Regions from separate parts of the Mus musculus genome. Here region 1 is linked to region 2. Evidence: chromatin contacts called from public Hi-C data. All regions are on one chromosome and are shown on one strand. The core of a region is the stretch at or near the end of the contact, and the rest is flanking DNA. Distances in the headings are between cores, read along the strand shown. Region 1 has its middle 37 kb from the start of Papss2. Region 2 has its middle 110 kb from the start of A1cf.

Region 1 (5,441 bases), core at 2,011-4,510, 610 kb after region 2:
GAGTTTCCTGCAAAACTAGATGAAAGCTACTTGCTCGACAACCTGGAAAATTCTGTATTATAGAGAGTCTGCAAATTTTGAAGAAGACCCATGCCAAATCTATTCTATACCTTAAGCTAACTTCCTGGGGCTTCCTTGCGCTGTGGTCCCTGCCAACTGTTAGGAAACAGGAAAGGGAACAGAAAGGTGGAATGTAGGTCTTCCTACAGCTTCTAAGCTTAGGTTTCTTTTGGTATGTCCCAAACATAACTTTTTAGAAGATCTAGCTTACCTTTGTATTACCTCTTAGAGAGAAGGGCCGTGTCCAGGCAACCACTCTCCAAAACAACCTAGCGCACCACCCCACTTGCCTCTGACACAGTTTTTCACATCACCAATTCTCAGGGTGTTGTAACAGTTATGTTTGTAAAGGAAGAGAAAGACTTGTTATTTTGCGGACTAATGAGGTTTAGTAGAGGAAACATACAGAGTTCTTCTCAAAATCCGTAGCAGCCTTCTACAGCAAGAGTGACAGTGGTGGTATAGGATATTTGTTTATAATTCCACAGAAATTGCTTCTATGTGAGTGTCAGAAACACACACAGGTGTGAGTAGAGACACATGGCAGAGCAGGAAGCTTGTTCTTCCTAAATGCATGTAAAACTTATTATACCACTATAATTATTAACATCTTTAATCAGATGCTCTATACAAGTTGAGGGGCCATGGCAGAGAGCCGGATAAAGTCATCACATATTGGTCAAGAACTGGGAAGAATTTGAAGAGCTGCAGATTGCAGAACAAAGCTACCTCTCACTCAGGCCCTGTGGTCGATTGTGACAAAGACATGGTATCAACTTAGTTGCTGCTGGGGATGGCACCTGCCAGCTAGAGTTATGTGTCCCGGGGAAGGCACCACAAGCCATATAGAAGAATGAAGTATTATTAAATAAAAAAAAACATTAGAAAAAATGATGTGGATCAGAGGATAAAAGTAGAATTTAGTAGCAAGAAAAACCACAGAAATAAACAAGTACTTGGAGACTGAACAACATACTCTTAATAAGCATTAGAGCATTAAAGAAATCAAGAAGGGAGGGGGAAAGGCAGAGAACCAAATGAAAACAAAAACATGCACTTCTTGCTCTACAAACTCCAGGCATGCACATGGGGAACATACAAACATATTGGAAAAACACAATATACATAAAAAAATAAATTTAGAAAAAAAAGTGTAAGACAGCAGATAAATACACTAAAGATAGAAATTATATGATCATCTCAGGTACAGAAAAGGCTTTTTGACGAACATCTATATGCTTTCATTTTAAAAGCCCTGAAGAAGTTAGGAATAAAACATACCTCAACATAATTAAGATTATACATGACAAATATAGCCAACTTTATACCAATTGGGGGGGGGGAATTGAAAACTTTTTTGATAAAATCAGAATTGAGACAAGGATATTTCAACTCTTTTTTGACATTTCAAAAAAATTTTTTTAGTTCTTCTATCATATATTATTACTATTACACCCAACAGTTTTCCCTTAGCCCACACCCCTACTTCTCTTTCTCAGGTACCACTACCCTGACCACCACCCCACTTCTGAGGAAGACAGGCCTCCCAGGAACATCAACCAAACATCATGTAACAAAATTAAAATAAGACCAAGCGCATGTCACTACATCAAGGCTGGACAAGGAACCCACTAAGAGGAAAAGAGTCTTTCAAGTAGGCACAAGTCAGGGACAGCCTCCACTGCCATTGTGAGGATCTCCACAAGAACATTAGGCTATAACATAAGTGCACAGGACCTAGCTCAGACAGGATCCCTCACCTCTCAAGTTCCTCTGAGTCCCAGCGAGTCGATTTTGTGGGCCATGTTCCCTGGCGTGCGATCTTCCATCCCTCTCCTCCATCTAACGCCTTGCAGTGGGACTGTGCATCTGTACCCACAGTTGTTGGAAGAAGTCTCTCTGGTCTCTTTGATGACAACCGTGCTAGGCTCCAATCTCAGCACACTCTTCGGGCAAGGAAAAAAGTATAGGTGAAAGGTTTTGTGCCTGGGTTGGTGTTCAATCACTCCACTTGAAGCCTTGGCTGGTTACAGAAGATGGCTGGGCCAGGCTCTGTGTCCCCCATCACTAGGAATCTTTGCTAAGGTTACTCTCCTAGATTCTGTGGAGTTTCCCTTGTACTAGGTCTTCACCTGCTCCTGAAATGTCCCCAAATCCCAGCAGTTTCTCCAAATATTTCTCCCTCCCTCCCTGCCACTTGATTCCTCCTGTTCCCAACCCCACCTGTCCCCAGTCCACCCCGTCTATTCTATTTCCCCTTCCCAGAAAGATCCTTCCATCTTTCCTTAAGCCCTTCTTGTTATTTAACCTCTCTGGATCTGTGAACTGTAACATGATTGTCTTTTACTTTACAGCTAATATCCATTTATAGGTGGGTACACACTGTGTTTGTCTTTCTGGGTCTACGTTGCCTCATCCAGTATAGTTTTTTTTTCTTTTTTTTTTTTAGTTTCACCCATTTGCTTGCAAATTTCATGATGGCATTGTTTATTAACAGCTGAGTATACTCCATTGTGTAGATGTACCACATTTTCTTTATCCAGTCTTCAGTTGAGGGACATCTAGGTTGTTTCCATTTTCTGGCTATTATGAATAAAGATGCTATGAACATAATTGAGCAAAGTCCTTGTGATGGTATGCAGCATCTTTTGGGTATTTGCCCTGAAGTGGTATAGTTGGGTCTTGACGTAGGTCAGTTTCTAATTTTCTGAGAAACCACCACACTGACTTCCATAGTAGCTGTACAAGTTTGCACGTCCACCAGCAGTGGAAGCGTGTTCCCCTTGCTCCACAGCCTCATCAGCATGAGTTGTCACTTGAGATTTTTTGACGTTAGCCATTTTGCCAGGTGGAATCTTAATACCACTTTGATTTACATTTCCCTGATAACTAAGGATGCTGAACATTTCTTTGAGTGTTTCTCAGCCATGGAAGATTCCTCTGTTGAGAATTCTCTGTTTAGATAAATACCCCATTTTTTTAAATTGAATTATTTAGTTTGTTAATGTTTAGTTTCTTGGGTTCTCTATGTATTTTGGACATTGTCCCTCTGTCAGAGATGGAGTTGGTGAAGGTCTTTTCCCACTCCATAGGTTGTCGTTTTGTCCAATTGACCATGTCCTTGGCTTTACAGAAGCTCTTCAGTTTCATGGGATCGCATTCAAGTGTTGATCTTAGTGCCTGTGCGCTTGGTATTCTGTTCAAGCAGTTGTTTCCTGTGCTGATGCAATCAAGACTATTCCCCCACATTCTCTTCTATCAGTGTGTGTGGTTTTATGTTGAAGCCTTTGATCCACTTAAACTTGAGTTTTGGGCAGGGTGATAGACATAGATCTATTTGCATTCTTCTACATGAAGACATCCAGTTAGACCAGAATCATTTTCAGCTCTTATTCAATATAATACTTCAAGTCTTAGCCAGAGCAGACAAAAAGGAAAAATAATAAATTAGATAAAAATAGGAAAAGAGGAAGTTAAGTGACCCCTATGGTCTCATGACATGAATTTCCATACTTAAAAGACCTTAAAGATTTCATAACAGAACTCTTAGCTATGAGTTAAACATTTCAAGAAGTACAAAATCAACTCAGAAAAATCAATAGTTTTTCTGTATACCAGTAATGAACTTGACAAGAATGAAATTGGGGGGTAGGGGGAATCCATTCACAAAATCCTTGAAAAGATTCCTATGAATAAACGTAAATAAGCAAGAAGTAAAATATTTCTACAATGAAAATTTAAAAGTGCAAAGAGCCAGGTTTAGTGGCATAAGCCTTTGATCCCAACACTCAGAAGGCAGAGGCAAACCCCTCTGAGTTAGGAGCCAACCTGATCTACACAGTAAGTTCCAGGACAGCCAAGACTATGTAGAGAAACTGTCTCAAAAATATCAAAATAAACAAATGTAAGACTCAGAATTCTTAAATAAACAAACAAACAAAAAGCAATGAAGAAAGAAATTGGGGAGAGACTAGAGTGTGGAAAGATCTCCCACATTCTTGAATCAGCAGATTTAATATTGTAAAAGTGGCTACATTACAAAAAATTATCTAGAGAGGGATCCAGGGACACAGGAGCCCTGCCGGACCACTGGCACGGGTTCCTTTTGGTCTGGACCCGATCCCTGAGCAGTCCTTGGGCTTGAACTCTGCAGCCAATCCCACAACACCTAGAGGAAGGTCTACTCCCTGGTGTTCTAACATACCCAGGATCCTGGGATCCCAGGGTTCCAGGGGCTTAGTAATACCAGGATCTCAGGGTCCCAGAAGCAGCTTGACTTCCAGGAGCTCTGTCATACCCAGGATCTCAGGATCACAGGATCCCAGAGACAACTGAACTCAGAGGAGTTCTGACACAACCAGGATCACAGGAAGGGCAGGCTCCAGTCAGATACAGGGAGAACAGGTAGCATTAGAGATAATCAGATGGCGGGAGGCAAGCATAAGAACATAATTAACAGAAACCAGGGTTACTTGGTTTCTCTCTAGTTACTGTCTAAGGTGGGACCAGCCAGGAGCACACAGGCCACAGGAACCATGGAGCAGCTGAGACATGGTTCTTCCAGCCTCCATCTGCATCCAGGAGCTGGGGCTGTTCCACAGCCCTCTGTGCACAGGTCCTGCCAGGGGAGAGCTGGTCTCCAGGGAGTGTGCTCTGACTCCTGGACTCAGAGGTGAGATCCCCATATTCTCTCCAGTGACTGTCTAAGGCAGGACCAGCCAGGAACACGCGGGTAGCAGGAGTAGTGGAGCAGCTGGGACAAGGTCCTTCTAGCCTCCATCTGCACCCAGGAGCTGGGGTTGTTCCACAGTCCACTGTGCATGGGTTCTACCAGAGGAGAGCTCATCTCCCAGGAGTGCTGACACAGGCTTACAGGCCCACAAGAGAGACAAGCTTAAGCCAGAGACAGCTAGACCAACTAACACCACTGATAACCAGATGGCAAAAGGCAAGAACCTAACCAACAGAAATCAAGGCTACGGGGGCTAGTGAAATGGCTCAGTGGGTAAGAGCACCCGACTGCTCTTCCGAAGGTCCAAAGTTCAAATCCCAGCAACCACATGGTGGCTCAAAACCATCTGTAACATGATCTAACGCCCTCTTCTGGAGTGTCTGAAGACAGCTACAGTGTACTTACATATAATAAATAAATAAATCTTAAAAAAAAAAGAAATCAAGGCTACATGGCATCATCAGAACCCAGTTTTTCCACAACAGCAAGTCCTGGACAACACAACACACTGGAATTTAGATTTAAAATCACATCTCATGATGCTGATAGAGGACTTTAAGAAGGACATAAATAATTCCCTTAAAGAAATACAGGAGAACACAGGTAAACAGGTAGAAGCCCTTAAAGAGGAAACACAAAAAGTCCCTTA
Region 2 (5,620 bases), core at 494-2,993:
TTAGAAGCAAGTTGGTGAATTCTTCTGACAAATGGAGATTCTCCAGATACTTAAAAGTTACACTCATATAAGAATTTATCAAGGCCTAGGAAATAGGGGGGTTGTGGTATTGCATTATTCATGAGAAGGTCTGCTAGAGCAGAACCCCCTGGTGCTAGCCTTCATAAGGCTCAAAAGAGTAGCATTATGGTGTGAAATCCTTACCTGTCATTAAGCTGACCCTAGGCAGGACTGCTTTATCATTACTGTAAACACCTACCTGGTTCCTGTAAGTCCCTTTGAAGTCACTCCTTTGTTTTGTGTCAGGCAACTTCAATGTACTTTGCCTGCTGTGACTTCCTACCCCCTTTATTTTCTGTCCTATACAAGACTGGTGTTCACTTTGTGACAATACATTCAGATTCTACACAATTTCCTGTGTGCATCTGTCTGTCATTCCCGCCGACTCCTTGCCCACCTGTGACTAGAGACCCTTTCCACGCAGACAAAGGGACCCAGAGGGTCTGCAGCAGGGGATACTTGGGTTTGTATTCATTTTAATAGTTATTACAGAGAAATGCTACCAATCAGATCACATTTAGGCACTGGGGCCAGAATGGCTAACACATAGCTGACTCAGGCTGGAGAGATGGCTCAGCCATTAAAGGTTACGCTTCCAATCAAAATATGAGAGGACTCCATAGGTCTACATTATAAGAGAGTGAGTTGCCAGGAAGAGAGTTGGCACAAAAAAAAATGGAAAAAAGGGAAAAGAAGCTATGTTAGGTGAGGTGGTTCTCTGAGCAGGGGTCACTTAGCTAAATGGTAAGGGGTTGGTGGAAAGAGCAGGCCACCCAGAGGGGATGACAAATGTAGATCATCTACAAACTACAGAAAATGAAAAATACCTAAAATATACAGTATACAGCCTACCATTCAAAAATGACAACTTAAATAAGATGGTCTAGAAAATAATTTCTTCACAAATAGTAGAGATGGCGAGACTAAATACTATATATACTAAATATCTATAGGTAAATAGAGAAGAATCACAGAAGAGCTTTCTCAGAAGTGAAAAATGAAATGAAATGAAATGAAATGAAATGAAATGAAATGAAATGAAATGAAATAAATTGAAGTCACCACACCCAGATGGTTTCAGAACAGAACTCCAAGAAAACAAGATCAGGCAACACACCTGAGATCTAAGAAAGTATAGACAAAGAAGCAGGGGTTTAAATTCAGTAAATCTCTCTGTAAAAATGAATATAATATTGTTACCAATAATTAACAAATACTATAAACACACACACATACACACTCATGCACACATGTGCACGCATGTGTGCACATGCGCACACACCACAAAACAGAACAATCTCATTGGTCTAGGTTCATTTCTGTTACCATGATAAAATATCCTGACAGAAAAGCAACTTCTAGGAGGGAGTGTTTAGTTTAGCTAGCAACCCCAGGCTACAGTCCATCACTGATTTCTGAAAGCAAACAATGAAACCCTATAGGTACTGGGGAAAGGAGAAATTTTCTAAATTTCTTTAGAACTGAAAAGCAGATAATTTTTTCTTACTTTTATTCAAAACCCGAGTTCAATGAACTAGAAAGTGATTGTCTAGTTAGTGCTTCTGTTGTGATAAAATGGCCACTAAAAAGTGACTGAGGGAGGAAAGGGTTAATCTGGCTCACCCTTGAACAGGAAGTGGGGAGAGGGAGGAAGCAGAGAGAGGAGGCTTTACTTCCTGGATTCCTTCCTCTGCCTGCTCAACCTGCTTTCTTACAGAATTTACATCTGCCTGCCCAGAGATGCTGCTGCCAAGAGTGACCCTGCTCCATCAATCATCAGTCAAGCCTGTAGGCCAGGCTAAGGGAGGCAATTCCTCAGCTGAGGCTCCCTCTTCCCAGGGGACTCTAGTTTGTGTCTAGTGGGCAAAAACTAACCAGCACAGTAATTCGTGGTTAATAAAAATTTTAATTTTTCTCAATGAGCAAAAATGTTAATGTTTTAAGGAACCATGATTTCCGGTATAAAATGAATAAAATAAAATTCAGAGAAATTAAATCAACCGCTGTCATTTTCACTGCAGTTGAAGCACCAGGCTGTTCTTATTTCCTTCCTTGTGAAATATGCACATGTCCAATTTCTCTCCAGTGACAAGACCATGAAGCAATAGGGAGCACTGGGCATCTCGAAATGGAACAGAGGCCCAGACCTTAGCACAACTGATTCCATGATGGAAGCACCATTCAGGCCATAAAACTCAGCACATAGACAGTGCCACATGCCAAAACTAAAACCAAAAAACAATCCATATATGTTCATAGTTCTGGGAAAGCCTCAAAATGTACTAACCTTGCTCTGTAGCTTCTACAGTGCTGCTTCTGCCTGTTTTTGTTAACTGAAGTATGTCAATGCAGAGCATGGCTTTTGTGCTTAAACACTCACAAATGAGAAAAGAAGAATTCTGGGGGTCGCATTGAAGTCCCAAGCTCTAGACCTCAAGATATTGGGGTTCTCAGAGGCCATTGGAGCAAGGAAGAGTATGGTGATCAGGGAACTTCTAGGGTCAATTGCTGCCTAATGCTTCAAAGGCACCTTTGAAATGACACCTCCATTCCAAAGGAAACAAATTAGAAAGTTGCCTGGTCTGTCACCTCCAAGGGTAAGTCTGGTTAAGATGCCTTCTGTTTGGACATAAAGGAGAGGTCAGACTTGGCTGCTGATCCAGTGTCCAGGAACTAAGATGTCTCTGGATCCTTCTGTCTGTTCAGGTTATAAACATGGCCACCCCTGGTTGTCTTTATTCTCTCTCTCTCTCTCTCTCTCTCTCTCTCTCTCTCTCTGTGTGTGTGTGTGTGTGTGTGTGTGTGTGTGTGTGTGTTTCTGTGTGTTTGTCAGTTCTGCTTCCCTGTATTAACAATGGCTTTCTCTGGTGTGAGAACTCCCTGGCTCAAGCCCATAGAACAGAACTGATTGATCTGACCCAGGCTCTCAGATGGAGGAAAGCCTACCACCATATACACAGCCCCCCAGTCTGGATGCTCTCACTACCAGGCATGGTAGAAGGTGGACCTATCCTTATAAGTGACTTGACCTTTCTTTCTTGCTGCTTTTAATACCCATTCTTTACTCTGTGTTCTAAATATTTTACCTATAGTATTTGAATTATAATAGTTTGTGAGGCTTTTACTTTCTAGTGCTGCTAATTTGGAGTTCTGTAGGGTTCTTATAGCTGGATGGCCATCTTTTTCCCTAGGATATTATGCCTAAAAGTTCACCCTAAGAAAGGCTTGGTGCTACACTGGGATCATGAACACCCAGTGTAGTCACTGGCTGGCTGATAAAAACTTTCGGTTGACTTAAACCCATGTTTCAATAGTCTTCTTGGTGAATACCCCACTATCAGTGGTTGCTATGTTGCTTTTCCCAGGAGACAAAAGAAACCTGTTTTGGAGAAATATCTGACTGTCTTTTAAAGGAATGGATCAGGCTGACAGCTACTAAATCTAGTGCCAATCATAGTTGAAGTGAAAAGACAGGCACTATGTGTCTATGGCTTTGTGTAATAGAGAAAGAAAAAAAAACATTTACTACAAAAGCCTTATTGGCAAACAGAAATGAAATTAACCTTAATCTAATTAAAATGAAGCTACAACTAATAATTAAACCAGGTCTACAGTCATGGCACCCATCTGTAATCTCATGAGTGCTACTCATAGGAGGGCCACAGATTCAAGGGCATCCTTGGCTCTATAGCAAGCTGAAGGTCAGGCTGAGATCCTACATGGGGAAAAAAAAGACTAAATAAATAAACAGATAAGGAGCTGAGATGTTCCCATAATGAAGGGTTTGCCTGTCATGCCAGCGTAAGGACCACATTTCGGATTCCCAGTATCCATATAAAAGCCAGGTGTGTGTGGCAGCCTGCCTGAAATCTCAGCATTGGAGGATTCCCCAGGGAAGCTGGGCACTGAGGCTAGCAGAATCTGCACAATCCAGTTCACCCAGAGACCTTAATCTCAAGAAAAACACTGGAGAGTAATCAAGAAGTACACCTGAGGTCAACTTCTAGCTTTGAACTATGTGCACAAACATGCACTCACATGCATGAGCATACACACTACATGCACATGACACACAATATACATACATAAAGGAAGAAAGAAAGGAAAGAGAGAGAGGAAGGAAGGAAGGAAGGAAGAAAGAAAGGAAGGAAGGAAGGAAGTAAAACAGAGAGAACAAAAAAGAGAGAGAGAAAGAAAGAGAGAAAGAGAGAAAGAGAGAAAGAAAGAAAGAGAGAGAGAGAGAGAGAGAGAGAGAGAGAGAGAGAGAGGAAGGAAGGAAGGAAGGAAGGAAGGAAGGAAGGAAGGAAGGAAGGAAGGAAGGAAGGAAGGAAGGGGAAAAGAAAGAAAGAGAGGGAGGGAAAGCCTGCAAAGCTCATGATACACTGACATATGTGAAAATCAGAAAGCTGATCTAAAATCTTATCTCATGAACATATAGAGTCCTTTAAGGAGGATATAAATAACTCACTGAAAGAAATTCAGGAAATACAGTTAAACAGATAGAAGCCATTAAAGAGGAAACAAATTAATCTCTTAAAGAAGTACAGGAAAACACAAACAGGTGAAGGAATTGAAAAAAGTGGTCCAAGACCCAAAAGTAGAAATAGAAACAATAAAGAAAACACAAATGGAGGCAACCATTAAATGGAAAACCTAGGAAAGAGGTCAGGAATCACAGATATAAGCATCACCAACAGAGTACAAGAGATAGAAGAGAGAATCTCAGGTGTAGAAGGTACCTTAGAAAATATTGACACAACTGTCAAAGAAAATTCAAAACATAAAAATCTTCTAACCCAAAGCATCCAGGAAATTCAGGACACAATGAAAAGACCAAATCTAAGAATAATCAGAATAGAGGAGAACGAAGATTCCCAGCTCAAAGGACTTGAAAATGTCTTCAACAAAATCATAGAAGAAAACTTCCTCAACCTAAAGAAAGTGATGGCCAAGAGGTACAAAAAGCCTATAGAACACTTTTTCTTTTTTCTTTTTCTTATCATGAATATTAATTGCTATTTTCTTTTTCTTTAATATTTTTTCTTTTATTGGATATTTTATTTATTTACATATCAAATGTTATCTCCTTTCCCAGTTTCCCCTCTGGAACCCCCCTGTACCATCCCCCTCCCCTTGCTTCTATGAAGGTGTTCTACCACCTACTCCTGCCTCCCTGCCCTGGAATTTCCCTACACTGAGGCATCAAGCCTTCACAGGACCAAGGGCCTCTCCTTCTCCTAACAAGGCCATCCTCTGCTACATATGCAGCTGGAGCCATAGGACACTTTTTCCTAAATGTGAATGTTTCCCTATGGCCTGCTTTCCAAATCTTTGTTTCCTTCCTGTTATTCTCTTCATTTTTTTTCTTTTTCCAATTTTTTATTAAGTATTTTCTTCATTTACATTTCAAATGCTATCCCAAAAGTCCCCTATACCCTCCCCCCACCCTGCTCCACTACCAACAGATTGGGAAATGATCTTTACCAGATAGGGGATTAATATCCAATATATATAAAGAACTCAAGAAAATGGACTCCAGAAAATCAAATAACCCCATTAA

What was found. Hi-C and Micro-C count contacts between places; a contact is called where the count stands out from the background.
Region 1: a Hi-C map of bone marrow-derived macrophages shows a contact between it and region 2, with 11 read pairs. A contact is called at or near these places in 2 of 484 Hi-C or Micro-C datasets (Th1 cells and bone marrow-derived macrophages), 2 of 130 datasets of targeted methods (large pre-B cells and stem cell-derived neural progenitor cells) and 2 of 9 other capture datasets (embryonic stem cells and liver).

Annotation. Positions count from the first base shown.
Region 1 is chr19:32,579,996-32,585,436 of GRCm38.p6, forward strand. No RefSeq gene overlaps it. Among named protein-coding and RNA genes, the nearest start is that of Papss2, 37 kb to the right of the region's middle.
Region 2 is chr19:31,974,323-31,979,942 of GRCm38.p6, forward strand. No RefSeq gene overlaps it. Among named protein-coding and RNA genes, the nearest start is that of A1cf, 110 kb to the left of the region's middle.